3 separate regions of the Rattus norvegicus genome follow, and regions 1 and 3 are each linked to region 2. The links are chromatin contacts, called in public Hi-C maps. All regions are on one chromosome and are shown on one strand. The core of a region is the stretch at or near the end of the contact, and the rest is flanking DNA. Distances in the headings are between cores, read along the strand shown.

What was found. Hi-C and Micro-C count contacts between places; a contact is called where the count stands out from the background.
Region 1: a contact with region 2 is called in a Hi-C map of kidney, with 2.3 times the contacts expected there. The contact joins the enhancer-like site here to the promoter of Smad7 in region 2. A contact is called at or near these places in 10 of 12 Hi-C or Micro-C datasets (the A7r5 cell line, Schwann cells, frontal cortex and 5 more) and 1 of 1 datasets of contacts at active chromatin or transcription factors (oligodendrocytes).
Region 3: a Hi-C map of liver shows a contact between it and region 2, with 4 times the contacts expected there. The contact joins the enhancer-like site here to the promoter of Smad7 in region 2. A contact is called at or near these places in 4 of 12 Hi-C or Micro-C datasets (the A7r5 cell line, the Rat2 cell line, Schwann cells and 1 more) and 1 of 1 datasets of contacts at active chromatin or transcription factors (oligodendrocytes).

The regions. Positions count from the first base shown.
Region 1 is chr18:71,403,010-71,406,551 of GRCr8, forward strand. The region is part of intron 10 of Ctif (cap binding complex dependent translation initiation factor); the gene reads right to left. Among named protein-coding and RNA genes, the nearest start is that of Smad7, 140 kb to the left of the region's middle. Within about 2 kb of position 1,937, at least 54 of the 93 cell types and tissues checked have an H3K27ac peak or open chromatin away from gene starts, as enhancers often do. A contact at or near this core is called in the A7r5 cell line, Schwann cells, kidney and 1 more, where this site is marked.
Region 2 is chr18:71,262,041-71,265,275 of GRCr8, forward strand. It overlaps Smad7 (SMAD family member 7), which reads left to right and starts at 1,468. Exons shown (of 4, transcript NM_030858.2): 1 at 1,468-3,235. The coding sequence starts at 2,890.
Region 3 is chr18:71,022,767-71,026,353 of GRCr8, forward strand. All of the region lies in intron 13 of Dym (dymeclin), which reads left to right. Among named protein-coding and RNA genes, the nearest start is that of Dym, 140 kb to the left of the region's middle. Within about 2 kb of position 1,910, at least 5 of the 93 cell types and tissues checked have an H3K27ac peak or open chromatin away from gene starts, as enhancers often do. A contact at or near this core is called in liver, where this site is marked.

The DNA.
Region 1 (3,542 bases), core at 687-3,186, 140 kb after region 2:
ATTGTGGAAAGCCCTCTGCTAAGGTACCCTCAGCTGGTCCTGCCTGGGTGGCCGAGTGGTACTTTGTATTTGACAAGGCCACTTGCAGAGAGAAAATATCGACTAAGGACTTAAAACTCCAGACAGTGGCCATCAAATACATATACATACATACAAACATTCATACATACGTTCATACATACATACATACATGTGTGTGAGTGTATGTATGTGATATTATATTAACCATACATACAAACATACATACATACATGTGTGTGAGTATATGTATGTGACATTATATTAACCATACATACATACATACAATGTGTGTGAGTGTATGTACATATTATATTAACTATACATACATACATGTGTATGTTGTATGTGTGTGTTATATGCGTGTGTGCATGTATTACGTGATATTATATAACCATACATATATACATATGTGTGTGTATGTGTGTGTGTGCGTGTATGTACATGATATTATATTAACCTGGAGTGTGTTACAAAATCTGACCCAGAAACAGGAAGTGGCAACCAGGCAAAGTTCCTGCTCCTGCCCACTGCCCCTCTCTATTTGGGACTGCAGGATTAGACTCCTCTTCAGGAATCTAAGTACCAGCCTTCTTTACAAGGCACAGGAGACCAAGGCGCCTATGTGGTTGGATCAGTTCAGCCTGGAGGATCAGAAGAAAGGACCCAAACCCTAGGCCAGGCTGAGCTGCCCTTTCATGCCATATCAGCTGCAGCTTCTCGGAGCCCGGACATCTGACCCATGTTCCTGTGGATGCCCTGTGGTACAGGATCTGGGCCAAGGAAGGGCAAGCTATTGCGAGGCCCCTGGGGTAGGTGGCACTCAGCCCCCCTCCCCCCTCGCCCCACGCTGCATGCTTTAAATAGCTCAGCTTCTCTCAGACTCATAGACTCACAGTCTTGTCACTCTTGCCAGCTCCTTCTGAGTTTCCAGATCATCTGGCTGCTTTCCAGGTCGGGGACATGGTGGAGCGAGAAGGTGACCTGGCAGTTGAGGCTTAAGGGAGCAAAGCAAGGTGCTTCCCCACATTTCTGAGCAGTTGTCATTTGTCTCCCGGGCAGGCAGACCCCTGGCTACCACGGGTGAGTCTTTGTTCAGCTTTCTTGTCTCCCTGGAGGAGTCCATGCTCAACCCAGGCCACCTGCTCCCTGGGAGGACGACCTAGGAACGAGCCTCCCACCCAGGGAGAAATCCCTTCCTGCCTCGTTACTGATGGAGTCACCTTCTTGGGAGCCTCAGGGTCCATATCTGGCACTCCCTCCTCTGCCTCCCATGGCAAGGTGCTCTGACCAAGTCTTCCCTAAGCAGACCAGGGGAGATAGCTGTGCCCATCATTTTGAGTTTTTGCATGTGGCACTCTACCATTTACCAACCATTTTCACACCCTTATTTCGTAAGAACTTTCCAACCACCTGGTGGGCAATGCAGGGGAAGGTATAAATAATCCCATTTTATAGTCAAGGAGACCGCGACAGCCAGAAATATTAGGGGAAGTATTCAAGTTCATACGTCAAACGAGTGGCTCAATCAAGCTGAAAGCTGGGCCTTTTTTTTTTTTTTTTTTTTTTACCATTTCCTCTGTATTAAGGATGCTGCCCACCCCTGCCAACCTCCCCCTCCCCTGCCTTCTACTCTTTGACCAAGGGAGCAAGGGGGAGACCAGCACAAGACATGGGGAGGAGGCCAGGGACACGTGTCCTCTCTCCCAGGCCCTGAACCCTGCTGCTGGCTCCATGGGTCACTTTCACAACCCAGGACAAAAATCTCACTAGATACGGCCTCAGACCGCCTGGCTCCAGTCGCCCTCGCCGGCAGACGCAGACGCACACAGACACACAGAGAACACGCTGTTATCTCTCCGCTCCAGCCGGTTTCCTCCACTTCTCAAACAGCCGATTTCTTCCAGCCTGGCTGCCTCCCCTGGTCACCACCCACAGCCACTGGCCCCTGGGGACCAGCCAAGGCCCCCGCACCCTCTCTGCCTTAGACTGTGCCGCCGAGTCCCTGCTAATCAGACGGTTGCCTCTGCCCTCCCAGCCATTGCCCCCAGAGTTCCCTGGAAATGTCCCTTCTGCTTGGCCCAGCCCCCACGGAGTTTTGAGCTTTGTCTGCACACACAGCTGACTTGTGTTTGCAGGGACAGACAGGGGCTGGCGCTGGGGTCTGAGCCAGCAGGAGCTAGGACGGTAGAGCAGATGGGGAAAACACAAAGTCCAGAGAACAAACTTTTGCAAGCGAGCCCTTTAGGGTCACTGACTGGGGAGACTGACAGCAAGAAAGAGAAAAGGAACTTCATGACAGGGTGGGTTTGCCTTTAGTGACTTCCCCTAGGGAGCATTTTTTTTTTTTTTTTTTTTTTTTTTTGGCTGCTTGGCTTTCTGAGATCTAAGTGTAGGAAAACCGGGCCAGACAGTGGAGGGGTGGGATCACAGAGGGAACAGGATCATGGAAGGGTTGCTGGCTTGAACGTCCCTCCTTTCTTGGGTCCTACAGAGTACTCTGTCCCCAGTCATACACAGGGAGCTCAATAGATGCTTCTCAAGCTGAGCTGGCCCCTGGCCAGTTTGCCCCTCTGGGACTTTCCTATCAACCAGCTCCCACTGCCCCTTCTGTCTGGACAGGGAGAGGAAGCATGGGGAGCCGGCAGCAAGACCCGCACCCCATATCAGTGTATGCTCAAGTGCCCGGCACGAGAACTTCCCCTTTATCAGGCAGAGGAGCCAAGGTGTCTGTGGTGGGCGGCCAAGTTTACAGGGAGAAGATATATGCTAACAAGTGAAGGCTACTGAGGTGTGTGTGTGTGTGTGTGTGTGTGTGTAATGTGTAGCATCCCTCACCCTCGAGTAAAACCCCTTCTGATCTTCCCAGTTTTGAGCCCCGAGCCACTTAACATCCTTCTGAAATGCAGCCACGGCCACCTCGATGTACGAGGTCACGACAAATCGCATAGCAGTGGGGGTTGTAAAAAAAAAAAAATAAAAGGCAGGGCCACAGCTTTGGACAAGGCAGCTCTTTGTCTGGGCAGCTCAGGCTGCTTGTGTGAATACCCCAATGGCCTCCAATCATTAAGGGTGCACAGTTCTTGCTGTCTGTCCGTCTGACTGACTGTCTCTAGTTCGTCTTACAGTATAGGCTTAGCCTTGGGGGCTTGGGAAGAGAGTCGTTAAAGATGTGTACAAGCTGGTAACAAAAGGAACAGGGTCCTCTGAGGGAATTATCTGCCTCCTCGGGCCTTCTGCAGACTTGATGTGCCCTAACTATTCAGGCTGCTCAAAGACACAAGAGTACCCCAGCTACCTGCAGACCCTCCCTGCCATCCAGAGCGATCCAGCTTCAGCCTCTAGCCCCCCCACATCCCTGCCAGAAAAGGGACAGCCCAATGAATCCACCATTTCTTTTTCTTGCCTTCGTGAACCATACAGAAAGGAGGTAAGGCCCAGCCGGGTCAGCTCGCTGCCTGTTCAGAGAGAGAGAGAGAGAGAGAGAGAGAGAGAGAGAGAGGGAGGGAGGGAGGGAGGGAGGG
Region 2 (3,235 bases), core at 218-2,717:
TTACCCCACCCCCATGAGTTTTATTACTATCCTGTTACAATTTCAAGAGACTTTTCTTTTTTCTTTTTTCTTTTTGGTTCTTTTTTTCGGAGCTGGGGACCGAACCCAGGGCCTTGCGCTTCCTAGGTAAGCGCTCTACCACTGAGCTAAATCCCCAGCCCCTCAAGAGACTTTTCAAAAAAACCCAATAAATATGTGAGTCTGGGTCACCATGCCAACTAGTTGTCTCAGTCACATTTAACACCCTAGTACTATCCTCAGACCAGCACCCACAGGACTTTCGCTTGACAAATACCTTTTCTAGTTCCAAGCAGTCACCTGCATCTGGGGATAGCTTTCTCTGGAACCTGAGGTCAAGGGAAAAACTCTCTGACCCCAAGTAGGCCCCGCATGCGATTGAATGCTCTAAGCAGGTCTGCTCACTGGGTAACGTTCGCGCGCCAGGAGGCCGAGTGGCGGGTGCCGGAGGTCTTCCAAGCCCGGAGGAAACCTGACGGCGGCGCGCAGGCGAGCTGCACCCCTCCTCCCTCCAGGATGCTGCCCCTCGCTGCTCGTCAGCCTGCCAAATGCATTCCAGAGCTGTGCACAAGACACACTTCTCCAGGCAGTCCTAGAAACCCGAGCCCGGAGCGGGAGAGGGCGGGAGGGAGCGCGGCGGCCGCTGAGGTCACATTCGCGCCGCCTCTCCGCCCTCGGCCGCCCGGCTGTTCCCTCTAGCGCACACTTCCCAGGGCCTCTGTCCTGGCCGGTGTAAATGTCTTTGAAACAGACAGCGATCTCCTCCCCTTTCCAAGGGATCCGCCGCCAGGGCCTTAAAACAAAACGAATGAATGAAGCGCCCCGGCGAGCTCCACTGGTCTAAATCGGGCCACTGACCGGCTCATTCCGCTCCAAACTCGCCCGCTCCACGCCCCCAGCTCTTCCGATTTCCCCCTGCTCCCCCTGGGTCTCCGCCGACCCCCGGGGCCGTCTCGGCCTCCCACCTCCCTCCGCCCGTGGGTACCCCTCTGTAGACCTGGGAGAGGGTGGCGGTAACTGGGAGGGGGGTTGAAATAGCTTTTAGAAACCCGATCTGTTGTTTGCGAAACACAATCGCTTTTTTTTTTTTAAAGCGACAGGGTGTCTAGACGGCCACGTGACGAGGCCGGAGCCGGGCGCGCCACTGCGCAGTGGAACCAGCCGAGCGGAGGGACGGGTGGGGGGGCGGGAAGGAGGCGGCGGCGGCTGGGGGCGGGGGAGGGAGGGGTAGAGGGGGGAGGGAAGGGGGCGGAGGCGGGAGGCCTTGCGGGAGGCGGCGAGCCCTGGGCACATTCGCTCGCTGCTCGGCGCACAGAGGATCTTGTCCCCGAGCAGCGCCAGCAGAGCCAGCCGGGCGCCTCGCTCGGTCCGCTCGCCGCGCCGGAGAGCTGCCTGAGACGCAGCCAGCCAGCCGGCGCCACGCCGCCGAGCGCTCGGCCCCGGAGTCCCTGAGTGCGGCGCGGCGAGCCCCCAGCGGCGGCAGAAGGACTCGAGCGCCAGGAGAGGGCGGACGGGGGACGAGGAGGCTCCCGGGCGCGACGAAGAGAGTCTCGGAGGAAGAGGCTGCGAGAGGACACCCGGGCCTCCTGCCGCCACTGTCGGGTCGGGGCCAGCAGCTTATGCGAGCAGCCCCAGCGACCACCCTCGGCCAGGAGAAGGGGCACCGGCAGCCCCCACGCTAGCTAGCCTGCCGCCTGTGCCCTCGGGGGCGAGAGCTTGCGACCCGCCGGAGCCCGCCGCCGCGCCGCCCTCCCCCGCGCTGACAGCCCCCCGGGGCGCAGCCGCCGCCGCAGCATCTTCTGTCCCTGCTTCCCCAGCGCGGAGGAAGTCCCCGCCGAGGACCTGGGCCCCCGGGAGCGCAGGAGGAAAGACCAGAGACTCTAAAACACCCAGATACGCAAGATTGAAGCAGCCTAACCAGACCTTTCTGTGGATTAAAAGAAATACGATTTTTTTTTTTGACAGAAGAAAAGGAAAGGAAGACCGGCGGGGTTCAGCAAGGAAAAAAAGGGGATGTAACTCGTGGATACGGTTTTTCCCCCCACCCTTCCAACATCTTGTTCTACTTTGTAAACATTTTCTCTTTTTAAACCCCGGCTCCATCCGGTGCCCTCCAGACCTCCGAGGTGCGAGAAGGTGGTGTGTTTTTTCACTGGGGGCTTTGCATATTTGGTTTTGGGGTTTTTGAGAGACCCTCCAGACATCTCACGAGGGGTGAAGTCTACTCGGCCCCCTCCCTCAAGTCTTCGCGTGCACAGAATTCGAGGAGATCCGGTTACTAAGGATATAGAAGAAAAAAATAAATCGTGTGCCTGCCTTTTTTTTTTTTAATTGCCTGCTTCTCCCCACCCCCAAATTAAGTTGCTTAGCAAGGGGGAAAGAGGCTTTTTCCTCCCTTCAGTAGCTCAGCCTAACGTCTTTCGTTTTTTGCCCCTGAGGATCTTCCATGTAGGAAGCCGAGGCTGGCGAGCCCGACACTCGGGAGCCACTGTAGGGGGGCCTTTTTGGGGAGAGGCGTCGACCGGGGCTGCCTCGGCCGCCCCCAGGGAAGCGGCGGCCGCGTTCCTCAGGGGCACGCCGGGGCCCGAGAGCCGCGCAGGGCGCGGGCCGCGCCGGGTGGGGCAGCCGAAGCGCAGGCCCCCGATCCCCGGCGGGCGCCCCTGGGCCCCCGCGCGCGCCCCGGCCTCCGGGAGACTGGCGCATGCCACGGAGCGCCCCTCGGGCCGCCGCCGCTTCTGCCCGGGCCCCTGCTGTTGTTGCTGTCGCCTGCGCCTGCTGCCCCAACTCGGCGCCCGACTTCTTCATGGTGTGCGGAGGTCATGTTCGCTCCTTAGCCGGCAAACGACTTTTCTCCTCGCCTCCTCGCCCCGCATGTTCAGGACCAAACGATCTGCGCTCGTCCGGCGTCTCTGGAGGAGCCGTGCGCCCGGCGGCGAGGACGAGGAGGAGGGCGTGGGGGGTGGCGGCGGCGGAGGCGACCTGCGGGGAGAAGGGGCGACGGACGGCCGGGCTTATGGGGCTGGTGGCGGCGGTGCGGGCAGGGCTGGCTGCTGCCTGGGTAAGGCAGTCCGAGGTGCCAAAGGTCACCACCATCCCCATCCCCCATCCTCGGGTGCCGGGGCGGCCGGGGGCGCCGAGGCGGATCTGAAGGCGCTCACGCACTCGGTGCTCAAGAAACTCAAGGAGCGGCAGCTGGAGCTGCTGCTTCAGGCCGTGG
Region 3 (3,587 bases), core at 660-3,159, 240 kb before region 2:
AAGGTTGTTCTCTGACCTCCACATGTAAGCATGTATGTGTTTACACGCATGCACTATTAAATAAGAGCTCCACCCCACACCGAGGTATTTAGTCCTGAGTTAGGTTAAGAGTACGTCTGGCCCCCATGTCCTCACCTCTGTAACAGATAGCACACCCCGCTCAGAGCCATAGTCACATTCAGCACAGAGCTGTCCCAGCTCTGACTGATACTGGTGCAGACTCTCAACAGACAAACTGTGGCTGACCAGCACGAGGGTGGGGGACACACTGACATATCCTCTACTACTTGAAGAAGTACTAGATCATAAACTGGTCCTCATGAAGACTTAGTATCTTTATACAATGTGATTCTGATACGAGTGTGTGTGTGTGTGTGTGTGTGTGTGTGTGTGTGTGTGTGTGTGTGGTTTCGAGACAGTATCATGTTGACCTTGAATTGCTGTACAGTCAAGGATGACTCTGACCCTCCTGCCCTCATCACCTTTGGGTGAATGCTCACTTCTTGGACTTGGTAGTTTTGTTTGTTTGTTTTTGTTTCATTATTGCTTTGTCTTGTTTCAAGTGTGGTCTACAGGCCTTGGGGGACCTAGAATCAGACTTTGTCATATTCCCTGTCACAATAAATCGTTGGCTAAAACCTTAGTGTAAACCCACCCACACTCTACGAGGGCCAATGCCTTCCCTCAGGCCTTAGCATACCGTAATACACCGTACTAAGGCCTAATGTCTTCCCTTAGCTTAAACCCACCCACACTGTACTAAGGCCTAGTATCTTCCCTCACCCCTTAGCATAAACCCGCCTTATAGTATACTACAGCCTAGTGCCTTCCCTCATACCTTAGCATAAACCCACTGACACTGTGCTAGGACCCAATGCCTTCCCTCTGCACATACTTGCGAAAAACTAGCCACTTGTTGGATGGATGTAATTTTGACATGAGAAAACCAGTAGCAGTGGTTATGTAAACCTGGCATTTACTTTAAAATGAATTAAATGAGCTCATGACTTCAAACAGGACAACTATGGGTGTTGGTTGCAGAGTTAAGAGCTTTCGGCAGAAATCAGAATTGAATTTGCTTCCTGGTAATGTTGACACTGTAACACCAGTGATGCTGGTAATAAATGTGGGGTTTGGAGCACACCGTGGAGTAAGTGTGTCAGCATTTAGGAGCTGTTTTGTAAACGCATTGAAGCAAGATTCATAGTCATTTTCATATGACTAGAGAGTTATTCTTTATTAACTAATATTTATGTCCACATAAAAAGTTTTCATTCTTAATTTAAATGAACTAATGCATATTTTAGGTTGCTCTCAATTTTAAAATCTGTCTGTGTTCATTGATAAAAGCATGGTGTGGAGTCCTCAGAGATCTTGGAGAGCCCAAGGGCCAGGCCGTGAGTGAGATCCTGTGCTTTAGCGCCCTTTCAGAAGGCAGCACGAGGGGAGTGTGTGCGAGTATGTGAGCTGCAGGCCGCTGCAGGCTCTAAACATCTGCTGTCTCTGAATTAGTTATGTCCTTACTTCCTCCCGTCAATATAATCAATACTTAGCTATACATGCATTATTCATTTTTCCACTTAATAAATATTTATTGAGAAAATAGTTATCAGGGAGTTGGAATAGAGAGGGGCTATATATAGTCCGTTTTTAATCTCTGGGGAACTCGTGGGCTCTTACAGAGCCATGCATGGCAAATGTTCTTAAGTTTACTGTCCATCTTGCCCTGGTCTGGCCAGACATGTGTTGTCTGTTACTGTGTCCCGGACCCCCTGCCTACACAGTGGCCTAAAACATGGGCTTGTCGTGATCCCTCTCAGTGCAGGGGATTGATTGCTCGGCTGGATGGCATTGCACTTGAAGTCTCTTGCACAAGTGGACTGGTTCGATCAGCTCTCTGCCAGGGGCCCGTTGCAGGGTTGACTGGAACACCTCAGTTCTCTGGGTGACCTCGCCATTGGAGCGTGAGCATCTCATAGTACTGCAGCCAGGTTCCCAAGCGGCAGGGTCCCAGGAATGGCAGGAGCTCTTTGCTTTCCTGCAACTTCCACCAGTATCTGACAGCATTGTTTCTACCTCATAGTCTTTGCATTTTTCTCCCCTTGATTCATATTTGCCATACACTTTTGCCTGTGTTTGTTTCCTCTGAGAAGGAAAGGCTCCCTGCACCAAGGTGCCTTGATTACAGGCAGTGCAGTAACCACGTACCTGAGGAGGCCAGGCCAGGGCTGGCTGGATGCTCATTCAGGCAGGGCGCCCTCCGCTGGCTCAGCTCACGGAGAATGCTTGGAAGCCTAGTACAGCCGTTCACTGTGCCGGATTAATTCCCTGTCCACCGCCGCCTGGTGTCCTCTCGGGAGGAAGTTGGATAAGGTGCTGCAGCAGAGCTCCCCTTGGTGGTGCTATCGCACCACAGCTGCCAAGGAAAAGAGCTTTGGGATCTCACTCTTTCCAGCAAGCATTTCCTTTGATGCAGCGGCGCACCAGGCCGTGGGTTAGACTTCAGAGAACTGGTCACGCTCAGTACTGTCTCAGAAGTCAAAAAGCAAATACCTGATTAGCCAAGTCCAGCCCAGTTCCACAGCTGCCTGTGAGTACCCTGAACCTGGGTACGGCCTGGTTTGCCTAGAGGCTGTGTGCTGGTGTGCTGAGAAGAGCCGATTTTTAAAGACACAGTTTCCTCTACATAGGAAAAAAAAATGCAATTTCCCGTCACATTAGGCAGACCTGTTTCTGGGTTCTCCGGCTGTGGTGGTGGTGGTGTGCTCATCTGTCTGCAAAAGCATAGGCTTCAGGCTTTGCAGCTCTCTCAGTGCACGTTTGCTCAGGGCAGTGTACTGAGAGGTGGAGTGCCATTGGGGAGAAGAGGGTTGGGGACGGGATCATTATGTGGAAACGGTGAGACATGGGTGGCTGGAGACATGGCTTAGCGGATGCTGAGGACTGGAGTTCAGACTCCCACTGCGTCCACATAAATGCCACTAGATGTGGGGCTCACTGTAATTCCAGCTCTGAGATGGCAGAATTCTCCAGAGCTAAAGGCCAGCTGGGCTGGTTGAAATAATGAAGTCCAGGTTCAGTTGGAAGATCCTGTCACAGTGAATAAGGAGAGAAATGGAAAAGACTGTCAGCCCCAGGCCTCCACAAACAAAACACCAAGGTAGAGAACAGTGTGTGTGTGTGTGTGTGTGTGTGTGTGTGTGTGTGTGTGTGTGTGTGTGTCTGTCTGTCTGTCTGTCTGTCTGTCTCTGTCTATCTGTGTCTGTTTAGTGTATATATGGGGAGAAATATAGTCATTTGTCTGTACATGCAGAAACTTTGGAAGGATATACAAGAAACCAAAACAAATAGTTATGGGGTGGGTAGAGTGCCAGACTTCACACTGGCTATTTCTCATTGGCCTCTTCCCAGGTAGACTCCAGGAGGTCATTGGTTGTCACTTTGCTCTCTGTTTGTATTCCAAGTACCCACAACAATGCAAGCCATAAAATGATAATTTTAGAGTAAATGTTTGCTCCAAACCAGCAGTTCATAGACAGCAGAACCATATACGTATATTGTAGAAAATACAGACCAGCGGGAAGCTC